2 separate regions of the Macaca mulatta genome follow, and region 1 is linked to region 2. Evidence: chromatin contacts called from public Hi-C data. All regions are on one chromosome and are shown on one strand. Each heading gives the region's core, a stretch centred on a gene start, on an enhancer-like site or on the middle of the called end of the contact. The rest is flanking DNA. Distances are from core to core; before and after follow the strand shown. Region 1 holds the start of PCGF2 (polycomb group ring finger 2). Region 2 holds the start of MLLT6 (MLLT6, PHD finger containing).

Evidence for each region. Hi-C and Micro-C count contacts between places; a contact is called where the count stands out from the background.
Region 1: a Hi-C map of fetal cortex germinal zone shows a contact between it and region 2, with 2.3 times the contacts expected there. The contact joins the promoter of PCGF2 here to the promoter of MLLT6 in region 2. A contact is called at or near these places in 3 of 14 Hi-C or Micro-C datasets (cortical neurons, fetal cortex germinal zone and liver).

Annotation. Positions count from the first base shown.
Region 1 is chr16:63,021,868-63,024,739 of T2T-MMU8v2.0, reverse strand. It overlaps PCGF2 (polycomb group ring finger 2), which reads left to right and starts at 1,281. Exons shown (of 9, transcript NM_001265939.1): 1 at 1,281-1,437; 2 at 2,043-2,139; 3 at 2,475-2,530; 4 at 2,614-2,664; 5 at 2,871-2,872. The coding sequence starts at 1,326. LOC144335655 (a long non-coding RNA gene) reads right to left here. Exons shown (of 2, transcript XR_013406703.1): 2 at 2,680-2,872.
Region 2 is chr16:62,987,194-62,990,131 of T2T-MMU8v2.0, reverse strand. MLLT6 (MLLT6, PHD finger containing) reads right to left here and starts at 1,620. Exons shown (of 20, transcript NM_001257665.1): 1 at 1,496-1,620; 2 at 209-288. The coding sequence starts at 1,604. LOC144335660 (a long non-coding RNA gene) reads left to right here and starts at 1,052. Exons shown (of 3, transcript XR_013406708.1): 1 at 1,052-1,184. It overlaps LOC144335677 (a long non-coding RNA gene), which reads right to left. Exons shown (of 2, transcript XR_013406726.1): 2 at 2,494-2,938.

The sequences.
Region 1 (2,872 bases), core at 32-2,531, 35 kb before region 2:
TGGTGTCGGGCAGGCGGTCTGGGCACAGAGCACTTTCTGCCCAGCTTTGGCAGGCATCTGTGAGAGCCTGTGGTTTGTCACTGGACAGCCTGTGAACAGGTGGCAGAGGCGTCACCAGGGCAGGAGACAGCGGGAGAGTAACAGTGACCATGTGGGGGGAATTCCTGCAGTGTGCATGAAAGGGAGGTTCCTGGACCCTGTGTGCTTGTGTCCATCAGGGGCACTGGGAGGGATTCCTGTGGCAGGGGTATAGCCTTTTTGCCTAAACTCTTTGAGTCCAGGGCTAGGGCTGGAGCTGTGCATTCCCAGCTTCAGGCATGTAAGGACCCTCTCTGTTCCCTGCCTGAGTCCCAGGCCTGGAAGCCAAATGGTCAGCGTATGGTGGATTTTCTGGGAGCAGCCTATATTTGGCAGACTTTAGAGGAGGGAGGTGCTCCAAAGCCTAGGCTGGATGCGGAGCCAGAAGCACAAGGGATGGCTGTGGCCTTCTAACTTAGGGCAGCCTGTGCCATGGTGCTTCCAGGGAAGCCTTCTTGGAGGAGGAGTGAATGGATGGAGTAGATAGGAGGCTGGGATCAAGTCTGAGGCCCTGCACCTGGGTGGAGGGGTTGAGGGAGTGAGGATAACTTATTTTTCCCTTCTGTTCCTTGAAGTTTCAGGCCAGTGGCTGATTTATCTGAGTTTCCTCCTAGTTCCTAGGATGCTTTAAATGTGGACCATGTGAGTGAATACGGATTGGGATTGGGGAGTTTTGTTTTTGTTTTTATTTTTTTAGACAGAGTCTCGCTCTGTCGCCCAGGCTTGAGTGCAGTGGCATAATCACCGCTCACTGCAGCCTCAACCACTCAGGCTCAAGGGATCATGTGAGGCAGGAGGATCCTCCTGCTGTGGCCTCCCAAAATGCTGGGATTACAGACATGAGCCACTGCACCCGGCCTGGGATAGGAGAGAGTTTAAAAAGCCCTCTTCTCTTCCATTTTCCTGCCTTTTTTTTTTTTTTTGGAAACGGAGTCTCGCTCTGTCGCCCAGGCTGGAGTGCTGTGGCTCAATCTCGGCTCACTGCAAGCTCAGCCTCCCGAATAGCTGGGACTACAAGCGCCCGCCAGCACCCCCGGCTAATTTTCTGTATTTTTAGTAGAGACGAGGTTTCACCGTGTTAACCAGGATGGTCTTGATCTCCTGACCTCGTGATCCGCCCGCCTCGGCCTCCCAAAGTGCTGGGATTACAGGTGTGAGCCACCATGCCCGGCCAACTCTGGGTTTCTGATTCCACTTTGTTTCCCAGGGCAACGCTCCCCAGTCCCCCCACCCCCGACCCCGGAATCATGCATCGGACTACACGGATCAAAATCACAGAGCTGAACCCCCACCTCATGTGTGCCCTCTGCGGGGGGTACTTCATTGACGCCACCACTATCGTGGAGTGCCTGCATTCCTGTGAGTTGGGGGGAGGGGAGCTGCTCAGGGTGGGCAGCCTCTGTGCCCAGATTGGGGTGGGCATGGCCTGAGGAAGGTAGCACACAAACCCTTGCCCTGAAGAGCCAACGTGCCCACGTGTCTGCTGGGAATCCTCAAGTCACAGAGGGCCTACCTTGCAGGGGCAACTGGGTGCGGGGCATCGGCCCAGAAGTTCATTTCAAGGACTTGCATCTGAAATCTTAGCTCTTTCTTGAAATGACTGAAATTGTATGCCCTGAAGATGCAGACACCCCTTGTTTGTACTGTGGGCTTGGCAGCAAGGGGGTGAGACCCAGGGGCATCTTGAACAGGCTGGCTTTTGTCCTCCACTCCATTGGGGAGCTTGGGACTGAGGGCTGACCTGCGTTGTACGTGACACTGGCCTGTCTCACACAAGATCCAGCTTCCCTCAACAATGCACAGGGACAGGTGCCACACGTGCAAAACACACATCGCCACGTTGGGCCTCGGAGCAGGGACAGGGTGGAGATGAAGGGATATCTGAGTCTGAGCAGAGGGCGGGGAGGCTGGTCCTGGGATTGGAAGGCAACTCTAACTCTCCTCCCTCTCTCCACACCCCCAAGTCTGCAAAACCTGCATCGTGCGCTACCTGGAGACCAACAAATACTGCCCCATGTGTGATGTGCAGGTCCATAAAACCCGGCCGCTGCTGAGCATCAGGTAGGCTTGGCACCGCACTCCTGCCCCCGCCATCCTCTGGGTCAGCCTCCCCCATCCCTCCCGCACTCCGTGCTTCCTTCAGCCAAGGCGGCAGGTGTGGGAGAAGCACGGCGTGTGGACTTGGGCTACTCCCCTCCCTTGGGGTTGCATTTGGCTCGTCATAGGCTGAGGCATACTAGAGGGTCAAAGACCAGACCCACAGGGATCCCAATGCCTGGGCACTGGGTCTCAGAAAGGGAGTGGGTAGAGAGGTCCCATGACTGGGAGAGCAGGGTGAGGTCAGAGCAGTTCTCTGGAGAGCTCATTGCTGATACACCCTGTCCATTTTTCCCCAGGTCTGACAAAACCCTTCAAGACATTGTCTACAAATTGGTCCCTGGGCTTTTTAAAGGTATCTGCACACCATTCCTCCTCCTGCCCACCGACCCCATTTCCCAACCCATGGCCCTGTCCTCATCCGCTCCCTTCTTCCAGATGAGATGAAACGGCGGCGGGATTTCTATGCAGCGTACCCCCTGACAGAGGGTGAGTGTGCTCGCATCTGTTTGTGTGTGCATGGGCGTGCCTGGGACCATGTAGGTGTGTAGTGTTACCAGTCACCCTCTGACCTCCTCGGCGCACACCTCCCCAGAAGGTGGCCCGGCTCACCTGGCTGAGTTCATGATCCCTGGGTCCTTGGCGGGCTCCCTTCTTCCATCCTCCACCAACCCAAGAGCTCTCTCCTTCTGCAGTC
Region 2 (2,938 bases), core at 371-2,870:
AAACCAAAGCCCCATGCCTGAGATGGGGCAGAGGGAGGGATGAGCGTGAGGCAGAGGAGGGGTTGGAGGTAGGTGTGCAGGAAACAGGAAGTCTGTGTGACAGAGCTAAGTCCCACCCCAGCCTGGCCTCAGAGTCCCCTAGCTCAACCAGAGACGCTCAGGTGTGTGGGAGGGGCCGGGGAGTGGAGCGGGGCAGTCTGGAACTCACCACCCTGGCTGCTCGCTCCTGAGATTCACATTTCCGGCAGAACCAGGGTCCCGTTGGCACCTGAACGATGCCATAGCAAGCTGAGGGGGGGGGAGGACAGTCGCTGAGCAAAGCTGTCAGCCAGTGGCTTTTTCCCAGGGTAACTGGGGGAAGGCGGTGACTCCAAAGAACTAGAGCCAGTTCCAGTAATGGGGGCTGCTCCCCAGTCTGGGGGTCACTCACTTAACAGCAGGACTGCCCAACCGCACAACACCAGCCTTCAACCACACAATCTAGCACTCCAAACAGGACGGGAAGTCTGAGTCTTTGACCTTAAACTTCTAGAAGATCCTCCCCCCACGCCCTTTCTGGACTTGTTTCCCAGCTCCTTCCCCGGACCAGCCATCAGCATCAGGAACAGAGAAAACCAGAGGGGACAACAGTCACGACCGTCAAACACGTTTTGTTGTTGTGGGCGGGGGGATTTCTTAAAGGGCCAGTGAGGGACGAGGCGGAGAAGTAGGGGGTCTAGGGACCTCATCTTCTACTTCTAAGTATCACAGAGTCAGGTTAAAAGTCAAGGCCGAGGGCAGGTGCGGTGCTGGGAACCCAGAGGAGCGTGGCGGGAAGAGCCCCGGGCCACAGCATTCAGGGATGTCCCAGGAAGGGGGGGCCCGGCTGCCTGTGCCAGGCAGGCGGGAGATGCCAGCCTGCGCCCTCGGCAAGATTCCTCAAGGAGTTAACTCCCGAACCATGTGCTGCTGGGGGAAACTCCAAGCCTCCCTCTTCTCGATTCCGGCCCCCTGCACAACCTCTCTCCTGTCGTTAGCTCTTCCCCGGCGGATTTTCGGAGTCCCTTCTCCCCTGGGACCCTTCTCTTCCCTTTCCAAGTCCGCTCCTCCCATTATCCGGAAGCGAGGGGGGATGACGCCCCCCCTTGACCTCTTCCTCCGGGAGCCGGGACCAAAATAACCCGGCGGGAGGGGACACCTCGCAGGTAAACATTCCCCGGGCAGCCCCGACACCGGCGGGGTGGGGCGCGGGGAGTTCACTCATTGCTCCCTAGACTCTCCCCAAACTCCCTCAACTTGGGGTGGGGGGCGCGGAACTGGAACAATAGGCAAGAAAACAATGCCTGACCCGGTCTTCCAGGACCGGGCGGGGGGAGCCCCCCCACGCCTCCCTTCCCTTCAGGTGGGGTGGGGGAGGGGCACGCGAGCCCCGGGAGGTCTCCGGAGGGCGCGGCCGGGGGCGCCCCACGCACGCCGCCCCCAGGGTCCCGCCGCCCCCCGCGGGCCACCCCCATACCTTGGTGGACGGCCACGCTGCACGCGTGCCCATCGCAGTAGACCAGCGGGTTCTCGGCCCAGCCCCTCTCGTCCGAACATACGCAGCAGCCTCCTACCATCTCCTTCATACTCCCATGAGCTCCCTCCGGGGCTGGGGCGGGGGGCCGGCCGGCGGGGGTCGGGGGTCAGGGGGGAGGGAGGGAGCGGGGGGCCGCGCGCCTCCTCGCCCCCTCCTCCTCTTCCTCCGCCGCCGCCGCTTCTTTTCTTTGCCTCCTCCTTCCTCCTCCTCCGCGTCCTCCTCCTCCTCCTCCTCGCTCGCTCTGTCTGGCCGCCCCCCCCGCCGTGCTCTCGCCCTCATGCCCCGACGGGCCCCCCCCACAACAATGAGACTCGCACGCCGGGCTCGCCCCCTCCGCGCCGCTCGCCGGGCTCCTAAGGCCGCCCCGCCGCCGCGCAGCCCGGGCCCGGCGGGGGAGGCGCCGAGTGGCACATCGCGGGCGCCCGCCCGCCCCGCGCCGCCCCGCGCCACCCGCTCACGCGCCGCCCCCCCGGCCCCCCTGCCCGGCCGCGGCAGCCATGGCCGCGCGCCTCCGCTCGCTCGCTCCCGGCCCGCCCGCCGCCAGCCGCCGGGTAAAGTCTTAGGTTCAGGGAACAAAGCCTGGCTTGGTAGGGAGCTTTTCGCTCGTTCGCTCCGTGCTGCTTTGCCTGCTTTATTTTTCGTCTTAGGGCTCTGGGTCGTCGCTCCCTAGCCCTCCCTCTGCCCGCCCTCCCGTCTCGGGCCCCGGGTCCCCGAGTCTCCAGCCCCCTCCGCCAAGTCTTCGTCTCTGGGTGGGTTCTTCAGCCCCAGGGAAACTTGGGGGTGGAGACCGGGGGAAGGGGCGCTAGGAGGAATGGGAGCGACGCGGGCCGTTCGCCCCCGCCCCACCCCGTGTCTGGGGGTCTTTTTGGATGGCCGCCCTCGGGCCCTTTTTCCGGAGGCCACTCTGGAGGGTAGACGCTGTCACACGCAGACACTAATTCATTCAACAGATATTTATTAAACGCTCGTTGCCAGTCGCTGGGATCAAGTAGAGAGCAAAACATATTCCTGCCCTCGGGGAGCTTCCTGTCGGTTCACAGCCACACACGCACGCACAGGGACTCGGAGCCCCAGAGACACACACCGAGGCACCGCACAGACACGAGCTAACTCCCAGCTTCAGTCACACCACTGACCCTCCCAGAGACACGAACCTCCGCTCCAGCCCCGCGCGCGCGCTTAGAGACCCACGAGAGTTAGAGACCCGCAACCACGAGGTGCTCACGAACACCAGTTACACTTGACCTCTAGGCACGCGCACAGACACACAGCGTAACTCATACGCAGCACTCCAGAGGACTAAAGTCCCTGCAGTTGGGTCTGGGAGAGAAGTGAGGGGCGTCGGCCCAAACGCTTCTTCCCAAGACCTGTGTGGGCAAGAGG